Linked DNA regions of Drosophila melanogaster: all the other regions are linked to region 1. Evidence: chromatin contacts called from public HiChIP or PLAC-seq data. All regions are on one chromosome and are shown on one strand. Each heading gives the region's core, a stretch centred on a gene start, on an enhancer-like site or on the middle of the called end of the contact. The rest is flanking DNA. Distances are from core to core; before and after follow the strand shown.

Evidence for each region. HiChIP or PLAC-seq counts read pairs in DNA pulled down with a chosen protein or histone mark.
Region 2: a Psq HiChIP or PLAC-seq map of the Kc167 cell line shows a contact between it and region 1, with 3 times the contacts expected there. The contact joins the promoter of Mnr here to the promoter of Cyp6v1 in region 1. A contact is called at or near these places in 2 of 107 Hi-C or Micro-C datasets (the Kc167 cell line and the ML-DmBG3-c2 cell line) and 2 of 6 datasets of contacts at active chromatin or transcription factors (both in the Kc167 cell line).
Region 3: a Psq HiChIP or PLAC-seq map of the Kc167 cell line shows a contact between it and region 1, with 5 times the contacts expected there. The contact joins the promoter of sol here to the promoter of Cyp6v1 in region 1. A contact is called at or near these places in 2 of 107 Hi-C or Micro-C datasets (both in the Kc167 cell line) and 1 of 6 datasets of contacts at active chromatin or transcription factors (the Kc167 cell line).
Region 4: a Psq HiChIP or PLAC-seq map of the Kc167 cell line shows a contact between it and region 1, with 5 times the contacts expected there. The contact joins the promoter of Abca3 here to the promoter of Cyp6v1 in region 1. A contact is called at or near these places in 2 of 6 datasets of contacts at active chromatin or transcription factors (both in the Kc167 cell line).
Region 5: a contact with region 1 is called in a Psq HiChIP or PLAC-seq map of the Kc167 cell line, with 2.8 times the contacts expected there. The contact joins the promoter of amn here to the promoter of Cyp6v1 in region 1. A contact is called at or near these places in 6 of 107 Hi-C or Micro-C datasets (the Kc167 cell line, eye imaginal disc and wing imaginal disc) and 2 of 6 datasets of contacts at active chromatin or transcription factors (both in the Kc167 cell line).

Annotation. Positions count from the first base shown.
Region 1 is chrX:20,655,828-20,658,980 of dm6, forward strand. Cyp6v1 (Cytochrome P450 6v1) reads left to right here and starts at 1,295. Exons shown (of 4, transcript NM_001298570.1): 1 at 1,295-1,475; 2 at 1,702-3,053. The coding sequence starts at 2,586. It also overlaps asRNA:CR45466.
Region 2 is chrX:21,279,797-21,283,202 of dm6, forward strand. It overlaps Mnr (Membrane-bound Notch regulator), which reads right to left and starts at 1,375. Exons shown (of 6, transcript NM_167735.2): 1 at 1,250-1,375.
Region 3 is chrX:21,349,016-21,352,366 of dm6, forward strand. It overlaps sol (small optic lobes), which reads left to right and starts at 1,265. Exons shown (of 9, transcript NM_057390.6): 1 at 1,265-1,835; 2 at 2,845-3,351. The coding sequence starts at 1,594. It overlaps peng (penguin), which reads right to left and starts at 828. Exons shown (of 5, transcript NM_078705.3): 1 at 291-828. The coding sequence starts at 736.
Region 4 is chrX:21,305,000-21,308,560 of dm6, forward strand. Abca3 (ATP binding cassette subfamily A member 3) reads right to left here and starts at 1,666. Exons shown (of 13, transcript NM_134601.3): 1 at 1,336-1,666; 2 at 531-744. It overlaps CG1801, which reads right to left. Exons shown (of 14, transcript NM_167739.3): 12 at 3,227-3,561; 13 at 3,088-3,153; 14 at 2,587-2,936. The coding sequence ends at 2,684.
Region 5 is chrX:19,888,163-19,891,423 of dm6, forward strand. amn (amnesiac) reads right to left here and starts at 1,898. Exons shown (of 1, transcript NM_078692.2): 1 at 1-1,898. All of the region lies in intron 4 of Hers (Histone gene-specific Epigenetic Repressor in late S phase), which reads left to right.

The DNA of each region.
Region 1 (3,153 bases), core at 45-2,544:
CAGGGGAAAGTAGTTCAATACTGGCCTCACAACAAACTGTTTTCGGGATTCACGAAAATTCAAAGTTTTAATTTCCGATAAGCAACATTTGTTGATGTTTTCGTTTGTTATAAAATAAATTTTAAGCAATAAAAAACAAAAGATACAAGCACACATAAAAGTACTTATTAACTGTAGTTAGTACTAGTTAGTTAACTTAATAATAACACGGCAAAGTTGTTAAGTTATCAGGTAGATAAGTTATACCAAAACCTATCATACTCCACATTTATTTAATTTTGTGCCAGCTTTTTGATTTGGCGCCCACTTTGCACAGGGATGCCTCCTTCGTTAGTTATCGATATTCCCTTGCAAACAGAAGAATACGCGAAAATCAAATCAGCTGAACCGCAACAACAAATGCACGTAACAGAGAAAAAACGAAAAGCAGAGGCAACGAATGGCAGAGGACAGCCAAAACGTTTATTTATAAATCATCACAGGCGACAAGAAATAAGTAATCGAAAAGAACACAATAAAAGCTAGAATGAAAAGCCCTAACAACGAGAAGTGACCATTGTCTTTGTCTTGTACTGCACCCGCTAACAAAAACAAATTTACGCTCTCTTCGCTCTCTTTGTTTTCATCGAAAGATTCGCGGTCACCGTCGCGTCACGTCATTGTTGTTGTTTTGCAGTTTCGCTTTTAATCGTCACTTTTATTTGCGGTCTACTTTGCGCTTTGGCATCTTTCTGTCACCAACAGTGGGACAAACCGAAAGCGCTGGCTCACACGTTGAATAAAAATATACATACATATTTCTAGTAGTTTTTCTGAATATGACTAAAACACAACACAACTTCAATAAATTAGGAATTAAATGTATGAATAAAACGAAATATACATACAATTGCAGTTGTTTTATTAGATATTCCAGCTAAACATTAGAACTAAGCCAAAGATAATTTTTTTGTGATGCATTGCTGTGGGATGTTATTAATTGGACGAAATCACATTTGACCATCACATTGATCGCATCACATACAAATTCAATTATTTTAAGACTTTTTAAAATTAATTTAAAAAATATGGATTTTTGTCATGTATGTAGTTGCTGTGGGGTCGCTGTGCATTCGATTACCTGGACGAAACCGCATTTGACCACCCCTCGCTAAAATGAGTTTCACTGTGCGAACTAGAACATGTGCCTCATGACATGACTGTTCAAATTCTTCGCAAAGCTCTCTTTTTGCGCTCTCTTCTGTATCTGTGTACTATCCCGCCGAAAGATCTCTCCCTCTCTCTTTTGTCTCCCGCAAACTTGCGGTTAATAAAATAAAGCACAAAAGAACAGCATACGTTGATGGGGGCGTCGTCGCCGCTCTGTCGACGTCGCTGCCTTCGTGGGGCTTTGGTCGTTGACGTAGCGTCAGTTAAAAAGCGTCGCTTGGTGGAGCTAGCAAGCGATTTTATTTATATTTTTAGACTTATTTTCTGTAATTCGCTATTTGTAAATTGTATTCGCGGTTTTTTCGCATTTCTCTTGCGACTTCTCTTTCTATCCCTCTCTCTGTGTCTTTCTGCGCGGTGCTCTTCTTCTTTTCGTTCGGCGTGGCTATTTCTTCTTTCGCCTCTTCCATTTGTTGTTGACGTCGCGTTGTTGTGCATTTAATTCTTCATTGTGGTCTGTTTTAGTCATTTTTTTTACATATTTTTTTGTAGTTGTCGTTTCAAATGTGATATAATTAGTTAAGTATTTATTTATAAAACACGCGACGCCGAGAAAAGCCAGAAAGCCCGATAAAGGGACATTGAGGATTGCTAACAAAACAACAACTACAACGATTGGCGGAAAAGAGAGCAACGCAAAGGAGCTACAAAAACAACAAAGACAAAGAGAATCAACAAATAACGGCAAAGCCCCACGCGGAGGAGCGCCAAAACGATAAGAAAAAAGTAGAGCTAAAGCAAAAGCAGAAACAGAAACAACCATAAAACAACGGAAAATGCAGAATATTATTAAACCGCGCAGATAAAATAAAATTTGTCAACCACATTGTTCGAAAGCCCCGACTAAATAAATTGAAAACAAAACTTGAAGAAAGACTATCGGACGATCTTCGAAGAAGAAATATTGCTGGGAAAATAGAACGCTCTTAAGAGAAATGAAATCAGCGAAGTTCAAATAGATTTCCAACAGGAGTTAGAAATGAATTGGATAAATTAAAGATCTCTGTGCAACTAAAAAACACATCAGAAATACGAAGAAATCAAAGAAGCATCATTACAAAAAAAAAAAAAAAATACTATTGAATTTTCACTGAATAAATACATTTAAAAGCTCTTTAGTACTTTATATATATATGAAATCAGAGAACAACTAATAACTTTAGCTTAAAAAACATAGCAAGTTAACTACGGTCGTATAAAAAATACCATATCCGGAGTCATTGTGTCTTACAACAAACAGACGATCAAAACAAAAGCGAAGAGGTCACAACTGCTGGAATAATCTGAAATCTTAGATCGGTCAATCCAAGGCACTATCCGCATATCCCTCCACGATTCAGCCACCGCTGGACCTGACTGCGGATCCCGAGTGCGAGATGGTGTACTCCACGAACATCCTGCTGGCGATAGTGACGATCCTGACGGGCGTGTTCATCTGGTCCCGGCGCACCTACGTCTACTGGCAGCGCCGGCGGGTGAAGTTCGTCCAGCCGACCCACCTGCTGGGCAACCTGAGCCGGGTGCTCCGACTGGAGGAGTCCTTTGCTCTCCAGTTGCGCCGCTTCTACTTCGACGAGCGGTTTCGCAACGAGCCCGTCGTGGGTATCTATCTGTTCCACCAGCCAGCCCTGCTTATCCGCGATCTCCAGCTGGTCCGCACCGTTCTGGTTGAGGATTTCGTCAGCTTCTCCAACCGATTCGCCAAGTGCGACGGGCGCAGCGATAAAATGGGCGCCTTATCGCTATTTTTGGCCAAACAACCCGAATGGCGCGAGATCCGCACCCGTTTAGCACCAGCCTTCGCTGGCGCCAAGCTGAAACAGATGTTCTCGCTGATGGAGGAGGTGAGTCACTCAACCAGCCGGGTCCAAGTTGCAAACTCCCGCTCCCAGGTCCACGACACACGTTCGGAACTCTTACACCGACCAACACAACACACATTTC
Region 2 (3,406 bases), core at 125-2,624, 620 kb after region 1:
TATGTACATATATTCCGGGGAATGCAAAGGGGTCTAAAACGACGACGGTGGGCATGGCTGACTTTATTCTGACGGACTGTTGCGTGTTTTGGAGCCAACAACTGCGATGTACTCGTTGCCATTGTTGTCGCCGTTGTTGTTGCTGTTGTTTTTGTTACTTTGTTGTTGCGGCTTCCATTTACTTTCTATTGTATTATATTTTATATGCTTTGACAAAGCCCCAAGCCACTTAGACAAACTGCTTCAACTTTCTGCCCGGCTCTTGTTGCTGTTTATTATTGTTATTTAATGTTTATAGTTCGCCGAACAAGACGCGATATGTGGGTGGTTTCAGGCGGCATCACCCCTTCCCTTTCGGAGGCGTTGGGAAAGGGATTATTAGCCATGTATATTAGATGACGTTACACGACCCGGCCTACAAAAGAAACACGAAGAACCTCCGAGGAAATTGCTAGACAAAGTGGAACACTCAACACTGATCATCGCAATTAGTATGTCCCCATTTAAAGCATGGCTCTTGCATTACAGAGTTTAGGTTTAGAATTAAGTGACAAATAATTCAAATGATTTTTCCAGTATAATTAATACACTGAAGACGTCTTCGCATTAATGCGTTCAAGTCTTTTAAACCTCTTTAACTAACGTTTTGCGTTTGGAACGTTAAGAAAATATGTTTGACCATTTTAGATTTTTCAAAAAGAAAATTTAAAAACTTTTCTCCTAACAAGTTCAATGGCATAATTCGGCAATTTAAACACTGAGCCTGTGAGTTGAAAGCGTTTCCGAAATTCTTAAGCGCTTAGCAAAATTTTTTTTTTTTTTAATTGATATCCATCAATAAAATCAGCTAAAAAAAACAACATTCGAATTGCTAATTAGCAAGAGAGAGAAACGAATTAGAAAAGGCAAAGCAGAGATGACGATCACGATCACGATCTCACACACTCGAAAAAAACTATATATGCAAATATGTTTTAATTGAGCACAACAACAATGGCAACAACGTTGGCGGCACAGATTGGATTCACTTTGTTTTTAGCACTTTTTCGCAGAAAAAATGATTTAATGGCACAAAAACGAAAAAAAGAACAACACAATAAAAAAAAATTTCAGTTGTGAGAAAAAATCCCAAATCATTAGCACTTTAATTGTATTTTGGGTTTATTTTCAGTTTTTTTTTTCGTTAGTTTTTCTTTTTTTGTTTTCTTTTGATTCGAAACGCGTTTCGTGAAATCACCGGCTTACGTACGTTTATAATTTGCGTCAAAATCGCTGAGAACTGCGTTCGTTGTGGGAGCTAAAAATTAAACCGTCGGGAGCCCAACTGACACCTTCAGTGCTTCGTTTTGCACTGAGCGCCAACGCAGCGCCAGTGTAGCGCCAAAAACCGGTTCGGCTCCACGTTCAACGGCTCATGGGGACTCGGGCATCTTCGGCAATTTGGCCTTCGTGCCCGCATCGCATCATCTCGCTCTTTCCCTTGCTCCCGTTCAGCCTTCCTCCTACCATACCCTGCCCTCGCCGTTGCACCAACGCGATTTCAATGCCAAGCCAAAGCAGATGTTACCAGCGTGGATTTTGTTGTTTTGATTTTTTGTCGCGCTCGCACGTGCGCGAGTGTGTGCGTTTTTGTTTTGTTGGTGGCAAGTGCAACGCTTTCGAATACCGTGTAACTTCAGATAGCTCTGATAGAATGAATTTAGAACTATAGCGATCAGCCTAATAACTGTAGTGTTTATTTCAGAAGAAATAAATACATATGTACATATGTATGACAGGAACATAGAACTTCAAAAATACACATTTCATAAGCATTGACCAAAACACACGACACAGCAGTGATTTGAAATTTACACTTCCTTCAATAAGTAAACTTACATACCTAACTGATGTAGCAGAATCAATATTCGCTTACCATATTGCGGTTGTAACAGATTATAACTTATCCCATCTTTAGATTTTCAATAGATTCATTCTGAAAGCCAAACAAATAAATTAATTGGTATCAAAGTTCAGAATCACATCACTTCCTGCATACCCTGCATATTTACCACTAACGGCACTTACTCACACCGGAGTAAAAAGAAAAAGAAGGCAAAGAAGAAAAAGCAGAAACGCCAGTTAAAAGAAAGTTGGCAGCGCTATGATTTTAATTGGGAATCGTTTATGGGACAGAGATTTTTCTAATCCAAATGAGTTATTCGGTCATTAGTAAAGCTATTAGGGTTCCCTCCCGCTCATGATGTCTCTCACTCCCACCCTTGATCACTCTGCTGACGGTATCTTTTTTATACCCTATATGAGGGATTCATAAATATGGTTTCCCTTATTTTTTCAGAAGCTTTTAACTTTTGGTTTGCTGGCACGTTAAATATATGTACATACAAATGTATGTACATACATGCATACATTGTGTACAATAAATACCGATCCAGGCTATTCAGCACAATAAACAATACTTTTTTGGTAAGGAACTTTAAGATTCGGTCAGATTTCGCTTCTCTTCCTATTGTAACATTTATGTACATACATATGTATGTATGTACATATATATGTATTTTCAGTTGTTGTTGTTGTCATAAGCAAGGCAGAACGAATTTTTCAAGTTCAACATGTCGCCGCTTATTTTAATTTTAATCACACAACACAAAACATGAGCCGTGGTTATTGCTGTTGTTGTGGCTTTTTGTGTTACATTTTAATGTTATGCGGCCTTTGTTTGTTTGTTTATGCACACAAAACATTTATAAAAGTGCCCCAGGGTGGACTTCAATTGTTCCTAAAATTTAAGGTCATGCGGTGCAGTTTATAGGAAATTATTTAAGGCGAAACTGAATTTCCAACACATGTGCGTTTTGAACAGAAATAATTAATATAAATGATTATCATTTTAATAAAAACAATTAATCATGTACTTGTTTATTAAATAATGCTAATGCATAAATGGCTTTTTCAAACTTTTTTAAATTTGTTTAGGTATTTCCGATCTTTTCCTTTCAAATTCCACCCCAAATGACGCATATTTTATGGGATTTTTTCTGGCTTTTCTTATTTAGACTTTTGGGCCCTTAATGTCCTCTATGAGATATTATGTGCCATGCACACACACTAGCACATATCCAAAGATAACTGTAATGTTGTAATGTAGTCCATTTGCGACAAATATGCGCACCCAAAAAATGCTCCTCGGACAATGGCTGAAATTGTTCGCATATTCATGACCGAATTACCCACATTCGGCTGGCGAGTGAGCGAGAGGAGAGACCCTCCAGTGTGAGCGAGAGGGATGACGAAGGGTGCGCAGGGAGGGCGGATGACTGGACACAGCAGAACAAACAAAACCCATTGGCAAGGCACGCAAATCTCGGCTATGACCAAAATATTTGCCAAAGCTCGTCGAGTCCTA
Region 3 (3,351 bases), core at 15-2,514, 690 kb after region 1:
TGGCAATGTTCGGTTTTTCCACGAACAGGTGCTTCGTTTTGGGATCCACATGGCCATGTTTATCGATATCTTGTCCTTTAAGGAACCAAAATGACTTATAATTATTAAAACTATATCGTATAGATTGATGCCTTATGAAATTTAAACAACTTTGTACGTTCTGAATGTACATAAGTGCATGAAAGAGCCCGATTTTGTTGAGCTATCATAATTTGTATAGGTAATTTGAGCGCTAAGGATGATAATAACCGATTGTTTGGGCTGTTCATCGTGTTTTTGGGGATGCTCACCATCGCAACTTCTCGTGGATCTGGTTGGCCTCCTTGCTGATCTCGTAGGTGTCCTTGGCACTCTTGCGCTTCAGCTTGAGGTCCTTCTTCTCCTTCTTGAACTTGTTCCAGTCCTGTTTCTCGCCCTCCGCCGGCGCCTGTGGCTGTGTTTGTGGTTTTCCGCGGAACTTGTTGCCACCAAGCCTCTTGTCGCCGGTGGCTCCGGATTTGTCAAACTTCTTGAAGCCACCGGGCCCAGACTTGTCGAACTTCTTGGCACCACCAGCGCCTGGCTTTACAAACGACTTGCCTGCTCCTCCGCCGAATTTGTCGAACTTCCTGGCGCCTCCTGCTCCACCGGGCTTAAACTTCTGTCCGTTGGCGCGCTTGCCGGACGATTCATGGGCCTTGAGGGGCGAGGCCGTGTTGGCCACGTTAGCAGGTCCTTTCGGCTCCGAGCTAACCATCTTTGCTGCGTTTTCTTGGACACTACAACTAAATAACAGCAAATGTTTTTGCCAAAAAAGCGAACTACACGTGCTGCTGATGCAGAGTGACCAGATTGTTGCAGTATACCCAAGCTGTGTAAATACCAAAATCTGGTATTTTCGTTCCACATACAGTAAGTATCAATGAAGTGCTTCTATTTGTTTAAAATTTAACTCAAGTTAATGCGTTCAGTTCAATTTGACTTTCCATTTGAAAGCGGCTAAAAAATAATAATCCATGTCTAAATATTAAATTTAAACTCTTCCTAAACTAAGCTCCTCAATGTTGATTACTTGTTATAGAAGGTCAAATAATTTTATGCATGTATTTGCGTCGTTTTATGAATATATGTATGTATTCATTCCCAAAAACATATTAGAATTGGTCTAAAAATTGAAGGTACCGATTTTTCATTAACGGCACTTGCCAACACTGGCTTTGCGGGGTAGCAGCCGTGTTTCTCGCGCTGGCAACCCTGTCCGGCAGAGTTCACGCACTCGGGCAACCTTGTCGTTGGAGGTGTTCGCGAACGTCGACAACCCTAGCGGCAACAGTTAAAAAATGGTGTGAAACGGCGACGGAGAACGCGGCGTGCAACTGTTGGAAGCCACTGCTTGGTCCTCGTTTTGGTCCCGGGTTCTGGTCCTCCTATTGATCTCCATCTCCGCCCGGCCACCAGCTCGAAAGCGCACCTACACATCATAGTTTCCATAGACAGTCCCAGTTCCACATCCACTCCCCCGCCAGCCAGCCAACAACAACAAAAACAACAACAGCAAGAGAAACAACTCAGAAGTCGAAAGGAATCTGGGAACTCCTGCGACTCCCCCGCGCAATGGGCACCATCTCATCCGTGCTGCAGTGGTCGTGCACCAAATGTAACACTATCAATCCCACGGAGTCGCTCAAGTGCTTCAATTGCGGCACCGTCCGCAAGGTGTTCCCCCAACAACAGCAGCAGCAGCATCGCAGCAGCAGCATCACCGCCTCCTGGACAGCTGATGATGCACTGGAGCAGGAGCAGGCGGAGAAGGGGCAGGAGAGGGACAAGGAGAAGGGCAGGGCGGCGGTTGCCAGGTAAGCGAAGCGGTCGCCACAAAAACAAACAGCCTGTATGCCTCCTCTGCGAGGATGTGCCTGTGTGTGTCTGTGTCTGTATGCGTGTGTGTGTGTGTGTATGTGGGCGCCAGTGGTGGCATCCAATTGGAGGACAAAAGCGCTAGCTAAAATCATGTCGCATATGGTAATGTGTATAGAAATCGGTGGCGTTTTCAAATCCAACTTTTTTCGCACACACATTGTATGCACACTTTGGAAAATATACAAATACACAAATATGTACATACTTTCATCGGTAAAATTCGTCAATCAAAAACCTTAACTTTCAAAGAATAATAATACCAAAAGCTTACCAACGTAAGCTCCTATGCTGAACTTTAATATCCAAAGAGCAGACCGAGTAAATCTTAGTAAATTTTATAGTTCTCACTAACCCTTTTGTGCATAATGAAACTTAAAGAATAAGAAAACAATGAAATCGGTTAGGAAAATCCTGATTAACTATCCATAGGAATAACTCGAATGGGAGTATAGGAATAAGTTGAAAGATTTTTATATTACGAACTTAAGTTTCGAAAGGCTAGGAAAAGGTACAGTGTGTACAAGTACACAGTTCAAAAGTCTAGCTTTAAAAGCCAAGCCGTCGGCACTGGTGATTGTCCCTGAGCGTGTGTGTGTGTGTGTGTGTGTGTGTGCGCGAGTGTGTGTATGTGAGAGCATGTATACACAGCAGAGGCAGAAGCAACAACAAAACAGCCGAGGAGCAGCGAGAATTGGGGAAAATCGATTTGGATAAAGAAGCATTGTTTACAAGTTTATCGATTCGCGAACTCGCTCGGCGATCTGAAGAGCAAAAGAGGTGTAGGAACAACTTCCGAGTCGAGCGGACGAGCGGAGAGTAGGAAAATGGCCAGTCATTGAGATAACCTTTGCGGTCAGGAAGTGGGGAAAGCCCAAACAGCTCAAGAACACCGAATCCCATCCAAACCCGACGAAAAACGAAAAACCCCATTTCCCTATTTTGCAGGAGCGAGTACAAGCATGTGTACAAGTCCCTGCTGCGCGGATGCTTGAAAAGACCACAGCGGAACAGCCAGAATCTGCCCGCCAACTGCGTGGATTGCGAGGACACGCGCAAGTACATCAAGAGCTCTATTGAGCTGTACCGCCACTTCTCGAATCCGGCCCTGAATCGGCGGTGGGTGTGCCACGCCTGCGGCACGGACAACAGCTCGGTCACCTGGCACTGCCTCATCTGCGACACGGTCAGCTATCTGGCGCCCATTTACAAGGACGCCATCGCCGCCGACCGAGGCCAGGATCTGGCTGGCAGCCTGGGCAATCGCGGCGAGCTGCTGGCGGCGGACCATTCACATCCACATCATCATCACCACTACCTCCACCAGGAACTGGAGGAGCAGCATCAGCATCAGTTACATTCCCAGCACTTGCATAAGCGCCACCTCAAAGGTAGATCTGCATCCGGATCGGGATCCGGACCGGGCTCGGGTTCTGGACTGCGCCGCACCCAGAG
Region 4 (3,561 bases), core at 416-2,915, 650 kb after region 1:
CCTCTCTCTCACCTGCTGACTAATTTGGAACGATGAATCACCGAGTGTCTTTAATGGCACCTGACATTTTGACATGTGACGCACATAAAAGAAGGAGTACTGTACTATCGCCAACTGATTGGCCAATCTAACGGCCCATGTAGCATTTCTCGTGCACAGTGGATTGCGGTGATAATAGTGGCATTATCATGAATTCAATAAACCCACAGCAGGCTACCCATTCACTTCCCAAGGGTCTGAAGAGCAATCTGTTAAACTCGCTGTTGATCGATACAAGGAAGTTTGACAGCTAACAACAAACACGTGTAAAGTTGAAAGACTTAGTCATACTAGCAATATCTTTGCAAGAACATACTGTCATACAAAGCTCTCTTAAGATAACAATGAGGAATGCCCTTGTTTTTGATTTGAAAAGAAAATTTTCAATCGAAAATGAGAATATGTATATCCCCAATGATCGTGAATCACATTTTAATAACATGGAACTAGCCATGGAAAATTAGATAATGTTCAATTACTCTTGCACTTACCCCGTGAACGTTTTGAAGGCAATAATTGCAATTGCAACTCTGTTTGTTTTGTACTGTTTGTTGTTCTTGCGATTAAGTGAGAGCCCACTTAGTGATAAAAATTACATCGACATTGAAAATTACTGCATAATCAATTGCCAATCAAATTGCTGCAATTGCGATTAATTATTTATGCTGACGCTTTGCCCTTTTTGCACTCGTATTTGCACTGTCACTGAAATTGGAATATATTAGAAGGATAACAAAAACAAAATGTTTTACATAAACAGGGTTGCACAGCTTCGGTTCATCAAATTAGGCCCTGAACCAGGATTCTTTTAACTAATTTAAAGCAAACACTCTTGAACCTCTTCGGTTGATTTCAAATATTTTTGAATTAATTTTGCAAAAATTTACATACATATGCATATATATTAACAAAAAAGAAATTATAATATGAGTTTTCACTTCACTTTTATGAATACTTAAATTAATATATATATTTATTTACATATGCACAGAGTTATGAAAAGATAAACATAAAACTTCAAGAAATTTAGTTGTTTCCTTAAAATATAATGCATACGTAGGTTTCTTCGTTAAGGGTGTTATTAAATTCAAACTCTTGCGATCACATTTAGCAGCCCATTCCCCAACGGTCAAAGTTCAACGGCGGTGCCGTCTAACTGTAAATATGACTGCATCACTTGGGGATGCGCATGCAACAATTCACGCCCGGGAAAATGTGTGTATGCACCGTTATACAGACAAACCGTGCAAGTGTGTGCTTGCGTTTTGGCAAAGATATCCAGCAACAACTACGAACCGGCGAATTTGCGGCAATAATTCGGATTTCGCCCACTGTGCGGCTGTCTAATGATTATTCCGCACTAACACCGCGAAACATAAACAATATATACATATGTGCGCTGTACGAATATTTAGCTTTTATTAGTTTTTATCTCTTGCTGCGTCATTGAGCTGACCAAAAGTTCATAATAATCGATTAGTAAAACGCCGTCCGCACTTCTATTTAATATTTTTCATATCAATAATTTGCCTGATTTGTTTTTAGGGGCTTAACAGCTGTTGTTAACACACACTGAAACACACAAGAAAATAATGATAAGCTAATAGTACTTCTAACGCCGCCGGAGATGCCAAACAAAATGAAACGAAACGAACTGTTAGGCAGCTAATAACAACAATGAGAGCGGAGAGAGCAGAGCACAGAGCTGAGCTGAGCAGTTAGATTCTAGCTTTGGTCTACTTTGCGGTAGATTTAGTTCTATGATAAGTAACGCTCAACATTTTTTAAACGGACTAACAAAATCTTTCTAGAATAGACGAAATTCATTATTATTGGGTTTCAAAGAAGAAGCATCACGCAAATAATAGCAATTTTTTATTCATTCTGAGTTTGTGCAGCCTTTAAAGCAGCTTTTTTGAAGCAAAAATCTGGGCAGCACTAGCGGTAACAAAGAGAACGAATAACAACTGTTACGTCAGCTGGCATTGAAAGTAAGAGCTAGAAATATTCTAACGCCAAAAATATAAGCATCGATTATTGGTCTATCGATAACGGACGCGCGCGCTAATGGACAAAGTTCAAAATCTATTTTGAAAGTAGTTTCAAATCTACGTAAAGCGTAGTATTTATTTTTAAATAGTATCCTTGCCAAAAACTCTAAACTCAAAAGCTCGCACTAAGTACTCTAATAATGTAGTTTTTAATCTCAATGTTGGTCCTGCAGCTAAACTGTCTGTTCATCAATTAATTATCAATTGCTAGTCGGAAATGTGTCAAAGAAACGAGCACGCAAATGAAAAATGAATGCGGGCACGTGCAGAGCTTCCCAGAACCTATGAACTTCCCCAGGGATTATTATTATTTATGCAAAGCCACACGTGTGGAACCAGCAAAGTTCTCATTTCTTGAAAGCGGGTAAGCCCACATTTCCAAGGCCCTGCGTCTGGACAACTGAGGCCAGACATTGACCTCCGCATGAGTCAGCTGATTTGGTTAATTTTTAGTTATTTTAAATTGTTCTCCCATTTAAAACATTTTTAAATAACTGCTGGAAAATTAATCAATTTTACATTTGAACACTGTTTAGAAACGTATAATGGTATATAATGGTATAATAAACGCCTTCCCCAATAAGTGCTCGGAACTACTTTTTTGCTCTGCCCTTTTTGGGGGACGTCGTGTCCAGGGGAAGCGGACCCTCCGTCTGGACGAGGTGGTGCTTCAACTGGGCCCGGGTCTCCTGCACCTGGGCCACCACACTCATCATGTCCGCCTGGTAAATGCAGTAGTCGCTCACGTTGAGACGCAATTTGTTCTTCTCCATTGCGCCATACAGGAATGAGTAAACGATGTGGCCCACTGGCACGTAGAATTTGAACCAATTGTTAAGTCGACCTCTGAAACATACACGACAACATTAAAAGTAAATTATTATGAAATCTTTTTTAAAAGCGAATTTAAATCAACTCAATAGTTATTTAAGTATCGGTCGAATAAATGTGGAGCCTATGCTTTAATGATATAGGAAAATTCATATAGGAAACTTACACTAGCTCTGATCTATTGTGCAGGAAGTTGACGAACTTGGCCAAATTTTCCACATCCTTACGCAAACTGATGGAGAAAAAAATGCATTATATTATTATTATTATCCATGAACCAGGGGACAAAGCTATGTAAAACCCACTTCTCCTCCGATTCGGCGAGGGTGGCTCCATCGCGGATGAGCCGAACCTCTAGATAGAATCCATGGCTGTACTTGTATCGTAGATACTGCAGGCTGCCGATGGCCAGCATCTCGCTGTCCTGGAACAGGATAATAAAGTCGGCAAGGATTTTGCACTCCAGCTCATCGTTGGTGGCAAAAATGATTGTTTTGCCGCAGTATCGGATATACCGAAGGATGTTCCAGATTTCCCGCCTGGTAGTTGCCGGCATGCCGCACGTGGGCTCGTCCAGAACGAGGATCTTGTTGTAGGCCACCAGTGCCAGGGCAATTTTTAACTTGTGCCGCTTCTCTGC
Region 5 (3,261 bases), core at 648-3,147, 770 kb before region 1:
TTTTAATGCAATTGCTTGGGTCTAGATCGTTTATATATTTTTATTGTACATCTATCACGTTGGTAAACAATAAAAATTACGCTTGTAAACCTAAACAAATTTGATTTGGAACGAAAATACTTGACAAACTGTATTAAAATTTTAATTAAAATTTAAACTACGTTTCGGTTATTCCATGAACTTCATTTCAAATCGAATTGAAATGTGTTTTTCCACTGCGGTTTTTCAACTGCAATTAGGGCTTTGAAAATTGATAATCAGAAACCACAGACCAAATTCATATGGATTAAATATGCAATGGAACAATATTAACAAGTGACCTAAAATAGATTCCGAAAAAGCCCATATTGTTTCCACCAGTTTTCCTTCTTAGATCACAGTTCCTATAAATAACTCTCTTAGCAAAGGAGTGCATGAATCAGTAGATATGAGTGAGTCGTAAATATTTTATAATATCACGAGGAGATAGTTGGCTAATCTTGAATGAGATCACTAAGAGATCCTTTATATTATTTTTTCACATAGGATGCCATATGTCATTTGCTTGATTCAGGATGTTCAGTACTTTTGATTCATTTAATTTCAAGTTTGACAATGATATGTATCATCTATTTACTTGATTAGCGATCAAATCTGTTTTCCATCTTGCGCAGCGGTTCCGTTTGATACTCTATACATATCCGATATCCTTTCATGAATGCCAATGTGTGTGCGTGATTAAATCCGCACCATGTGGACGCTCGGAACATTTGGTATATGTGCATACATACATATATATCTGCTTAGATCCTTGATCCCACATTGTTCGCGGTCCTTGTCTTCGTATTCTTCGGTTGACGCTAAGTACAACGCCAAAGTATCGTCCTTCTGTCGAGGACGCTGTTGTTGTTGCTGTTGTTGCTGTTGTTGCTGCAGCACACACCTTTGCACTTTAATTTCTGGCGTCTTGTTTAGCATCTGCGCCGGGTGTTATTTAAAAATAAAAGAGGAAGAAGAACGAGCCAGGATGAATGGTAGGGATGGGATGGTATGGAATGGTATGGGGAGGGACTCGAGAGAGCGGGTATATGTGAAGTCGACTGGCGACGGCGGCGGCGGCAGCAGCAGCGGTTTTAATGTCAATAAGACGCGGCGGCTATTGCCAGTCACTCACACCATCGATCGCCCCCTCTCGCTCGCACACTTATACACGGCCACACGGCGTGTGTGTGCACGCGGTCAGGACGTGCACACACACACTTGCGAAGCAACAGTGCCGTCCCATATCCTTCGGCTTGTTTATCCTTATTTTCTCTCAATTTCATGCTTCCTGCTCCCCTGCCGACTTGCCTCCACCTAAACCCTCTCTCTCTCTCTCCCTCTCTCACACTGAAAGAAAAGGAGCAGCCTTTTGAATCTGTAGTTCTTAATCCTTTTCATCTGCAACAGATGTCACTGCCTAACATTTTTATCTGCGCGTTTTATCTGGATCCTGTAAAAAGGAAGCTATGGTTATGCTTGCTGAAAGGTATTTTCGCCAGTGTACATACTTAGCCACCAATCGTCTCTGGCTCATTATTGTTATTACGTATACGGTAGTAAGGGTAGAAAAAGGAGTAAATATACAACTAAGGCGTTTTCGTATGCGATTTCCGAATCATCCGTTATTATTAATGGGTAAATAAAAATTCGTCTCTTAGTAGATGAGTATCTTAACGTATTGCATTGGGGAAATAACTAAAATAGTAGCGTATCTATTAAAGCACATAAAAACATTAATGAGCACTAAAGTAACCGTTAGTTATTTGACAATTTGCCTGCCTGAATGACCAAATCTGCCGTTGGTATTGTATTGTTTTTCCGAGTCCGAAAAGCTTGCAATCATGGCTTTTGCGCACTTAGGATGTGCGCACCCCTTCCGAAGACTTCCACACACACGCGGACGCACATCAGCTGGTTAATAACAATACACACACACACACACACACACACACCGATGTGTGGAACTTGTTCTGCCTGCCACGCAATTTCAAACGGCCTTGAACGGCATTTGATAGTTGCTTTCGTCGTCGGTTTTGGCACTGCCCTAGACCTGCATGCCATGCCAAGCCATGCCATCTATGGGAACCCAATCCATACCACATATCAGTACATGTACATATATGTACACACATACATACATACATATATATATATCGTATGCAGCCACTCGTGCAGCTGTTGTCAAAATAAGGGTTCGTACTGGACTATTTCAATTAGTCGCTCAGAAAAGGGGTATATTGTCTTTGGGAAAACGCGTGCAACAGGTAAAGGGGTGTGTTTGTGGCATTATAATAGACGAGTTTCTGATCAGTAGCAACAGCTTTGTAATATATATGAAATATATGTATGTATTATGTATGCTTCAATGCTTCACAATTGTTGGTGCATATGCAGTACAGGATATAATTGAGGTATGTGTACATACATATGTACATACGTACATAGAAAGGATGTTAAAGCTGATAGGTTCCTTTCATCCGTTCGATTGGACTTTTCTGCATATTAGACGATATGATCTATACACTTATGTATATTACTTAATAATTAAAAGGAGAGGACGGCACTACGTTTAACTTGAACACAGGTGCACAACATACAGACGTTCATATATCCATATGTATATATGTGTACGTACCATGGATTTTGTCCAAAATTTGCATTTTGCAGCTGCACAACAACAGTTGAAAGCGATTCAAGTCAAGTCCGAGTCAAGTCGAGTCGAATGAAATTGATTCGATTGGCAACTCATAAATAAACATGAGCTGGGGAGATCGTTAAACGAACATGCTTGCTGCACCGCCCCTCTCCGTCCCACAAAAGATTCGCATTCTCCTAAAACCCATACAATCTATACAAACCATAAAGAATCGACCTAACTGTGGCAATATTGTAAATGCAATTAACTGTAGTTCTCTGCCGCCGCGCTGCGCAATTGAATGTCGGCCATTGGATAATCGAGGGGTTTGGGGAACTGGGACCACCATATAGGGGCAGTTAGCACGCGTCAACTCTATATAGCTATAAAACACGGCAAAGATACAAATACGGCAGTATTATCTATTCGAATCTTACTATTGGGATTCAGCGGGATACCAGAAGAAAGCATTGCTTTTGCAATCAAAAATCACCAAAAGTATAAAAATACTATCATAACTAGCCATGCGGATCTTACAAATCCAACGCTTGAACCATTGACCATTATTTTCTTACGTCGGATAAATTTGTTTTCAAAAAAAAAAA